3 separate regions of the Mus musculus genome follow, and regions 1 and 3 are each linked to region 2. A link is a contact called in public Hi-C and HiChIP or PLAC-seq data. All regions are on one chromosome and are shown on one strand. The core of a region is the stretch at or near the end of the contact, and the rest is flanking DNA. Distances in the headings are between cores, read along the strand shown.

Evidence for each region. A called contact is a pair of places that touch in the nucleus more often than the background predicts. HiChIP or PLAC-seq counts read pairs in DNA pulled down with a chosen protein or histone mark.
Region 1: a contact with region 2 is called in a Hi-C map of CD8 T cells, with 2.0 times the contacts expected there. The contact joins two enhancer-like sites. A contact is called at or near these places in 1 of 39 promoter capture datasets (pre-B cells), 8 of 484 Hi-C or Micro-C datasets (CD4 T cells, CD8 T cells, Th2 cells and 4 more), 7 of 115 datasets of contacts at active chromatin or transcription factors (CD8 T cells, the HPC-7 cell line, Th17 cells and 3 more) and 1 of 9 other capture datasets (adipose tissue).
Region 3: a contact with region 2 is called in an HNF4G HiChIP or PLAC-seq map of pancreatic cancer cells. The contact joins two enhancer-like sites. A contact is called at or near these places in 2 of 484 Hi-C or Micro-C datasets (bone marrow-derived macrophages and natural killer cells), 2 of 115 datasets of contacts at active chromatin or transcription factors (bone marrow-derived macrophages and pancreatic cancer cells) and 1 of 9 other capture datasets (adipose tissue).

Annotation. Positions count from the first base shown.
Region 1 is chr1:92,129,239-92,131,938 of GRCm38.p6, forward strand. All of the region lies in intron 2 of Hdac4 (histone deacetylase 4), which reads right to left. Among named protein-coding and RNA genes, the nearest start is that of Hdac4, 50 kb to the right of the region's middle. Within about 2 kb of position 1,308, at least 154 of the 459 cell types and tissues checked have an H3K27ac peak or open chromatin away from gene starts, as enhancers often do. A contact at or near this core is called in CD8 T cells, Th17 cells, Th2 cells and 1 more, where this site is marked.
Region 2 is chr1:92,063,211-92,065,910 of GRCm38.p6, forward strand. All of the region lies in intron 2 of Hdac4 (histone deacetylase 4), which reads right to left. Among named protein-coding and RNA genes, the nearest start is that of Hdac4, 120 kb to the right of the region's middle. Within about 2 kb of position 1,386, at least 64 of the 459 cell types and tissues checked have an H3K27ac peak or open chromatin away from gene starts, as enhancers often do. A contact at or near this core is called in CD8 T cells, Th17 cells, Th2 cells and 2 more, where this site is marked.
Region 3 is chr1:91,943,725-91,946,500 of GRCm38.p6, forward strand. It overlaps Hdac4 (histone deacetylase 4), which reads right to left. Exons shown (of 27, transcript NM_207225.2): 24 at 2,176-2,309. Among named protein-coding and RNA genes, the nearest start is that of Gm46242, 65 kb to the left of the region's middle. Within about 2 kb of position 1,342, at least 15 of the 459 cell types and tissues checked have an H3K27ac peak or open chromatin away from gene starts, as enhancers often do. A contact at or near this core is called in pancreatic cancer cells, where this site is marked.

The DNA.
Region 1 (2,700 bases), core at 58-2,557, 66 kb after region 2:
ACACACACACACACTTCCAGGAAAAGCCTATGATGACTGATTAACTGCCTATACTAAACATGTTTCAAAACCAGAGACTGTAGAACCCCCAGAAGCCACAGGGACCTGGGGTCTCATAAGCTGAGCCCTGCTTGGCTCTGTTCTCTCAGCTGCACCTGAACATTTGTCCCAGCCATGGGGCCTCACCACACCTGCAGCAGAAGCTGTACATTCCCAGAAAGGCATAAGGCTTAGGGAACAAATGACATTAACAAGCGAGCTTGAGCCTAATAAGCATTCTTCCACTACCTGGGGTCAGGGGGAAAGCGGCCATGCCTAGCATATAGTTCAGATGTTATGGGAAGCGTTGAACTCTAGCTCCACCATGGCAGAGCCCTAGAACCCACCAAGGGACACTATGGCTAAAACAGGTCACTCTGTCTTTAGCATCACATATGTTAGTATTGCTTACACCCTAGATTTACTTTTCATTCATAAATCTTCCTTAAACTGTGGCAAGGATGTAGAGGTGGAAAATTAGAAGAAAATAATGAAAGACCCTGATAACATGTTCTGCACAGGCTACCTGGGCAAGACCTCACTCAACACTACACTTGTAACTCTGCCTCTGGAGCCTCTAAGGAACTCTGTCTCAAACACAGCATGGCCTGACACAACCATAAAATATGGCCAGGGCCCCCAATATCACCCCTTAGTATCTACAACAGCTGGATTACAGAGGCTACAGCCACACATGTTCCCTAAAGATACCCTAGGAAGCCCTAATGTTTGTGTCTCCCACTGACTGCAGGACAGCAGTTACAAGTCGTTTTCCAGGAGTCTGAAGAAGCTCTGGTGAAACTTCACCTGTTCTGGCCTCTTCTGATATTACACGCCAAGACGAAAAGTGTGTCTTAGACAGAGGGGAGGAAGGAGACAAGAGGAGAGACGGCCTCACCTATGGGTGAGAAGGCCTGATGGGGAGTTCACTGAATTCCTCAGACTTCAGAAAGTTCTGTCCAGACAGCAGGAAACATACTCACTCTCTAGACTCCCCTGATGCTAAAACCACAAGGTGAATCTCACACAGGGACCTTTATAAACTCAAACAGAATGCCAACGGAAGGCAGTAACTGTTCCCAAAGAGTAAAATACCCAGTGGATGTGTCTGGAATGTCAGGGGAGAAACAGCACACAGTCCCATAAATAAGTCACATCTGAGCCTAGCATCCTGGCCCACGAGCACGGCATGCAGGGCAGTTAGGCACTCTCTGAGAGGACTTTGAGCAGCAATAGTCCCTGCCTCTCTTTCTGCAGCTGCCTGTCCTGAGGCTTTGAGGGCAAGTAGGCTTGGCAGGATGTCAGGGGTGGTGGAGCTGGGCCTGGTGTTTATGTCTGATCCAGACGACTGAGGGTTCGTGACGATTTACTGACGCAAGAGCTCCCAAGCACTGCATGCCAGAAATTAATCAGGGGAGGAAGAATTCTTTTTAAGAAACCACTTGGCCTGGGCTACAGGCCTGAGGCTGAGTGTGTAAGCGGAGCCACTCCTCCTCTGGGAGCAGCACACCCAAGTCTTCCAAGCAGCTCCAGGCTGGTAAATCAGGCCCAGGCCCAGGCTGGGGAGGTCCTGCCACAATGCCTGGCTCTGCTGTGGCTGGCCACAGTATCCAGTGGCCTGCCCCAGAGCCAATCTTCTCCCAGAGGCCCCCTTCAGATGGCGTCTGCAAGGCCCCACCAGTGTGCACACTCCATGGTTGGGGTGTCTATAGAAATGACTAGATGCCTCTGATCTTGTAATCTATTGCTATTATCCCTTTCTCAAGAACTGGATTTTAAAGTTTGCAAATCAGGAGACAACCTAAAGATGAGAAAGTTGGAATGTGAGAGATGTAGCCTTTGCAGCAGCAGCAGCCTCCTCCCAGGATGGGATGTGTGCACAAGCGAGGCTTTTTCTGCTACCATCCTCTTTGTACACCCCAGGTGCCATGTGACATCAAATGCATGGTCAACTACATACAACCATGTGACATCAAACACATGGCTAGCCATGCAAAGCCACATCACATCACATGTATGCTTAACTATATACAGCCCTGTCATATCAAATACATGGCTAACTATGCATAGCTATGCCACTTCAAATGCATGGTTCAGTATACACAGCGAGTTATATCAAATGCATATCTAACTATTTACAACCAAGTCACATCAAATGCATGGTTAATGATACTCAGCATGTTACATCAAATGCATGGATTACTCCTTACAAAAGATAAATATGCTTCTAGCATTCTATCTCAAAAAAAAAAATTACTCTAGAGAAGCCATTTTGCACTCCATCTCAAGTGTGAGAGCGCCAAACCATCCATCTGCCAGCCTCTGGTTTATTGTAGCCTTTTGGTCCTTGATTACAATCAGTGTATGAGAATAGGGGAGATCCTAGGACCAAGAACTAAGGTCTTTAACACACCCTGGCCCCACAGGACAAAGGACTTGAGTCACACTTCCACTGCCCAACAAGTAGTCTGTGCCTGGCCCCCCACAACCTGATAGCCACCATACCACCTCCTTCCAAACTACCTCTCAAGGAAACTCCTGAAAGGACTCTTCACTCATGCTAAGAGGACTGGATGGGAAGTCGGGCAGGCAAGCATCACATCACTTACAAGGTACAGCAAAAATCACCTCGTAAAAGATCTGAATAAGAGTTATAAGAGT
Region 2 (2,700 bases), core at 136-2,635:
AGACATCACACAGAGGCCTAAACAAAGGGAAGGGTCAGGCCTGAGCCACAAAGAACCCCAAACTGTCTACCACTAGAACATCTTCCCTAGGAAGATATAAATGTAGAAAGTGGCAGTATGCACATAGCCAAGAAGCTCTAGAAACAAGAAACACACAGCATGTTCACAGAGGAACATGTGTGGAAGACAGCACACCCACAGGCAGGCACTGTCCAAGGGAAGAGCAGGCCTAGCTTAGCCATAGGGGGTCCTGGCACAGTACACATAGCTGGGTGTGTCAGAGGCTCAACAAGCACTGAGTGAGCCAGCAGGTGTGTGACAGCAAGGATGCAAAGGAATACACAGAAGAAACATCTTTGTCTGGATGGTCGCCTTAGCCACGTTGTAGTGTCTCCTGACCAGGGGCAGGTGTCTTGTGGAAGGTGCTATACATTGGCTCTCAGGGACAGGTCCGCCTCAGAGAACAACATGATCCATCAGACATTTATAAATGGGCACACAGATAGGATGATGACCTAGACAGGTCTGCAAACAGCACTCATCTCTCTGCTCCAGAACATCTTCATCCCTGGGGGATGGGGAGTAACTGGGTGCATTGTTTCAGGACAGTTTTACTCAAAGTAGAGGAGGAGAAAATAACCTTGGAAATAAGATATGCATGTTCCCCCAGAGCCCATGTAACAAGTAATGGATGACGACTACAAAGGGTAGTGCAGCAGTACCCACAGGCTCTTGAACTACAAGCAGCAGCTCTCAATATAGGCACCTTCAGTCAGGCAAAGGACATGGTACAGGGACAATTATCTCAAGCAAAGATGCAGCCCCAGCTCTGATGCCCACTGGGAATGAACTAACCTTACCTACTCCAGACATCAGCTGTCTATCTGTAGAAGCAGAAGTTGTGGTAGCCAACTCACAGAGGACTTGAGGAGAAGGGAAAGGCCATAACCTGGGGCCTTGTGGCCTATGAGGTTTGGGGTCAGACCTGCCCAGCTACATCAGTCCTGCAGAACCACCTTCCAGCTGGACTCCCTTGTCTGTTGATCTGATCAAGACTGGCTGATATGGGGAGTTAGGTTGACTTATATTGTAGGGAAGACCATGATCTGAGTTCAGTCAGAGTCTAGGCTAGCTCCTCCCTAAGGTGCTCCACCCCACAAATGCCAAAGCATCCGACTCCCTGAAAAGGGTGAGTCAGCAACCAAACCTACTTTATGGATGAGCCTGCCTCCAAACACTGTCCACACTGTTGAACATCACAAATCAGCTAAAGGTGTCTGTGGTTAAGTGACAGGAAGCTGGGGAACAGGTAGACGTTAACAATCAGCTCAAAGGAATGAGTCACTAATCCACAACAATAAGCCCTAAGCAGCCATCAGAGTCAGCGTCGGCTCACCCTGTGGCTAAACAGTGCTGAGCCTGTTAGCCACCCTCTCTGTGACTCTGCCTGCCCTGTGGTGCTCTTGGTGTCTTGATGATACGTGTTTGAGAAGCCTGGTGCCTTGGATGCCAGGAGCGAGGATAGCATAGAGGGCATGGCAGCCAAGTGCCGAAGGGGTGGACTGACCAGTATAGGCTCCAAGATCACTCTCCCCTCCACCACAAGGGCAGTGTGGGCTCAAAGACTTTCTCTTCTGGAATTTTGTAGAATTAATATTTGCTTTAATTCATGAAAAAGACATTTTCTTTTTCTAGACTGGTGTTAGAGAATCTTCCTAGCACTGAGCCTACGTCCTAAATTAGGAGTCTCACAAGTCAGGCTCCTGTTTGACCAGTTAGGTATTGTCTAAGTGCTTCCTTCACCTGAGCTTAGTCCTCAGGGTGGGAAGAGGAAGGGAAAGGACAGTTACTGTCCTTGTCCCAAGTTGGTGCTGACCAGGTAGTAAACCAACTTCCCATGCAGCATTTAGCTTACTGATCTGCACACAGGGCACTGAGCACAGGGTGCATGGCATCACTCTGCCAGAAACGCACTGACAGTGTGTCCTCCTGGCTAGTTGCTGAGCAGCTGGAGGGTCTGAAGGATACATTCTGGCCAATACCGAGTCCTGGCACCCCAAACTCCCAACAGCCAAAAGGTCTAGTAAATGGACTGTGTGGTATGAGAGACAATGGTGATGGCCTCTGAGCAGGTATCTTAAGGACATGAAGAAAGGGCTGTGTAAAGCACACTTTGGGTGTGTAGAAAGAAAGAGCTCTACAGGAGCAGGGAAGCACAGGCTGAGGATGGAGCACAGGCAGCACTGTATGTCTGGAAGAGCACAGTGGGACAGGAGCATGGCTGTGGGTCCCAGAGCCATGATGAGGATCATGGGGCTCAGGAAGACTTAAAGGTTCATTTCCAATGCTGAGAAGGAAATAAACTAGGACCACAGTACTAACTAGTAAAGTGGGCATGGGAAAGAGGTTGGGGAGCTCTTACAGAGCCCAAGGGTTGACACCCGCAGTCATCAAGAAGCTAGAAGGGTACTCTCTGGGGCCTACGTTGAAAGGCAGTCTATTAGGACTATCTATTAGAACTATTAGGACTACCAGCCTGTATGCAGCTTGGCCAGGTCATACACTTCCAGAGGTGTGGAGGCAGAGGTCTGGTGATGGCAAGTCCAAGAGAAAATTCTGCTGACTTGGAAACCCATTCAGCACTCTGAAGAAAACCACAGTGCTTAGGATTTGTTTAAGGGTTCAAATCTCACAATCCCT
Region 3 (2,776 bases), core at 92-2,591, 120 kb before region 2:
CATTGAGCACAGTTGCTAGCTGCCACTATGTCAGGGCTCTGAGCCTACCCATGAGCATCTGGCATCCTCAATAACCTTAGACCAGGAGTCACACAGTAGGAAAGTATCCTGTGTGCTCTCTTTCATCTTTCCCATAAGGGAAAATGTCTAAAGGTAAATGTTGTGGAGACCTATGTATAAATGGAAATCTTGGAAAATAATGCCAATTAGTCTGGTGGCCTTTTCACATTTAGGATTTCAGGGAAGTCAGTGGGAGCAAGCTTTGCTGGCCAGGCAGGGCTGGGGACACGTGTGGCTGACTGCTGCCTCTGACCCGCCTCCTTAAGTACCTGCTCTCTATTTGAGTTTAGATGGTTTTCTCTCATGACAGCTACAATGGAGGGCAGGGAGGTTTGGCAACCATGAGACTGGGGAGTGGGGGCTGGGGGGTGAGGCTCAGTGCTTGGTTGATGTACTCAGGGCCTGATGGAAAGACTTGGCTAAGGTGTACACCTACTTTCTCTGATGAAGGAACACCCCACTGATGGCATGGGTCAGAGCTGTAGCAAGGCATAACTAGCAGGGTTTCTCTTATAATAGTGTCCACAGAAGGTTGAGGGAGGAATATGCATTTGGTTCCAGAAGCTTAAAAGCTGTACATAGTGAGGCAGCAGTTTCACTCTTCTCTCCTACCCTGTGCTTTCTAGAGTGAAACTTGCAGAGCACACCACACAGAACATGCATTTAACTTTGAGTCTGGTATTGTGTGCAATTCTGACAAGAACCTTCAAGAGCAATCCTGATCTCTGTGTCACATGGGCCAACCCTGGGCTGGCAGGTGTTGGCAAACCAGGTCAGAGAGGGTCTTCCTTAAGAGCCATCTAGTCCCTGGCCTACATGGTGGGGACAGCAGTTTCATAAGCCCAGAAGAGCAGGTGCAGCAGGCGCCGCAGATCGCAGAGCTGCTGACCCACTTGCCACTCTAATCCTGAAGCCGAGGGGCTCCTATGTGACACAGGCTCCAGGATCTGTGTGGTGTGCTCCTTACTCCTGGTTCTTTCCTTCCTAGCACCTAAACAGCACCCATAGGGGATCAATGTGAGTAAGATCTATGAAGCAAGAATCACATACATAAATTAGGTAACAGATATACATACCAGCCAGAGAGGCCTAGACTAGTGGTTCTCAACCTATGGGTCGTGACCCTTCTGCGGGGGGTGGGGGTAGGGGGAGGGCTGAATGGCCCTTTCACAGGGGCCACTTATGACCATCGGAAAACAGATTTACATTATGATTCATAACAGTAGCAAAGTTACAGTTATGAAGTAGCAATGAGTAACTTTATGGTTGGGGGGGGGGAGGTCACCACAATCTGAGGAACTGCATAAAAGAGTTCCTTTAATAGGGCATTAGGAAGGTTGAGAACCATTGGCCTAGACAGATTCAGATTTGGGAATTCTTCAATGAAGGTTATGTGTCAGTTTTACCACAAGCATTTGGGGCTCCCAGGGTTATGTGACATCACCTTCATTCTAACCTGAAGCTCATTCCAACTGGGTCTCTGTTGTGTGCAGCTATAAACACAAGGAGCTAGGAATGTCAACAAGGGGTCTTCATCAACATAGCAGGAGGGAACTCACATGGTGCTCACTGTACTTTAACCCTCAAAAACTTTATGTGACTGACCCACTGAAGACTACTGTGCAGGCCAATGTCCCCAACTCTGCCTGGCAGTACTAGTGGGGCAGTGCAGAACCCGAATCTAAGCATTGCTCCTGAGTCACAGGATATATGATAGCTGAGTAAAGAGGTCCCAGCCCAGCCCTAAGCTGAAAGCTCGGCTTGTGCATGCTGACTCCACCCAAGCCTGCAGACAAGCTCCCATAGACACCGGACCACACTGGAGAGCTGAGGAGCAGCATGAGGCCTGGCCAGCACGTTATCCTCCACACGAGTGAAACAGGAAGGGAGAACGTGCTGCAGCGAGTGCCTCTGTGTCCTGGCCCCGCTCTGTGTCCCTTCTGCTCATCTCTTAGCCAAGGTCAGACATCCTACCCGGGCTGGGATACAGCTGTAGCCCCGTGCTGGGTGAACTGCCCCTCAGATGGGAGGTGGCTGGCCTCTGCCGTCTGAGCTCTGTGCAGCGGCCTGGTGCCTGTGGTGAGCACACTCTGCAGGGCCAGGACCGCTCCATACCTCGTTTCCCAGCAGAGCAGACACGCAGGCTTCAGAAGCATCACAGATGGCTGTCAGGTCATGGCCTCCCTCAAGGGCCAGCACAAGCCGGCCACCAGCTAAGCCCATCAGCTGTTTTGTCAAGTACCCAAAACCTGCAAAGGCAGAGGGACACGTTGAGTGGAGCGCGCCAGATACTCCCCTCAACATCCCTAATAAACACAGGAGCTGGGTATCATCTTCAGTAACTGAGGCTCGCTTAACATGCTTATTAGTTTGGCTTTTGGATTGTATCTTCATCCGACTGACTGAATTTTGGTTTCAGTGCTGTATCTTCCCCATCTAAGGCTTTGCACTCCCTGCCTTCCTGGGCATCTGATATGCTGTGTACATACATATGCAAGTGGAAGGCAGCATGCCCATGTCAATGCTGTGTGTGGCACGGAGCTTTCCCACATTCATGTCTGGGCATCTGCTTCCATCTAGGGTCACAGTCTTCCCTGTTTTCAGTCAACACCCAGCACATCACTTGCTGGTCATGGGGTTGCTATGCATAGCCAGATAGGCTGATGCAGGTTAGGCACTAGGAAAGCCCTAGTAACCAGCCCACTCACCAGACCAG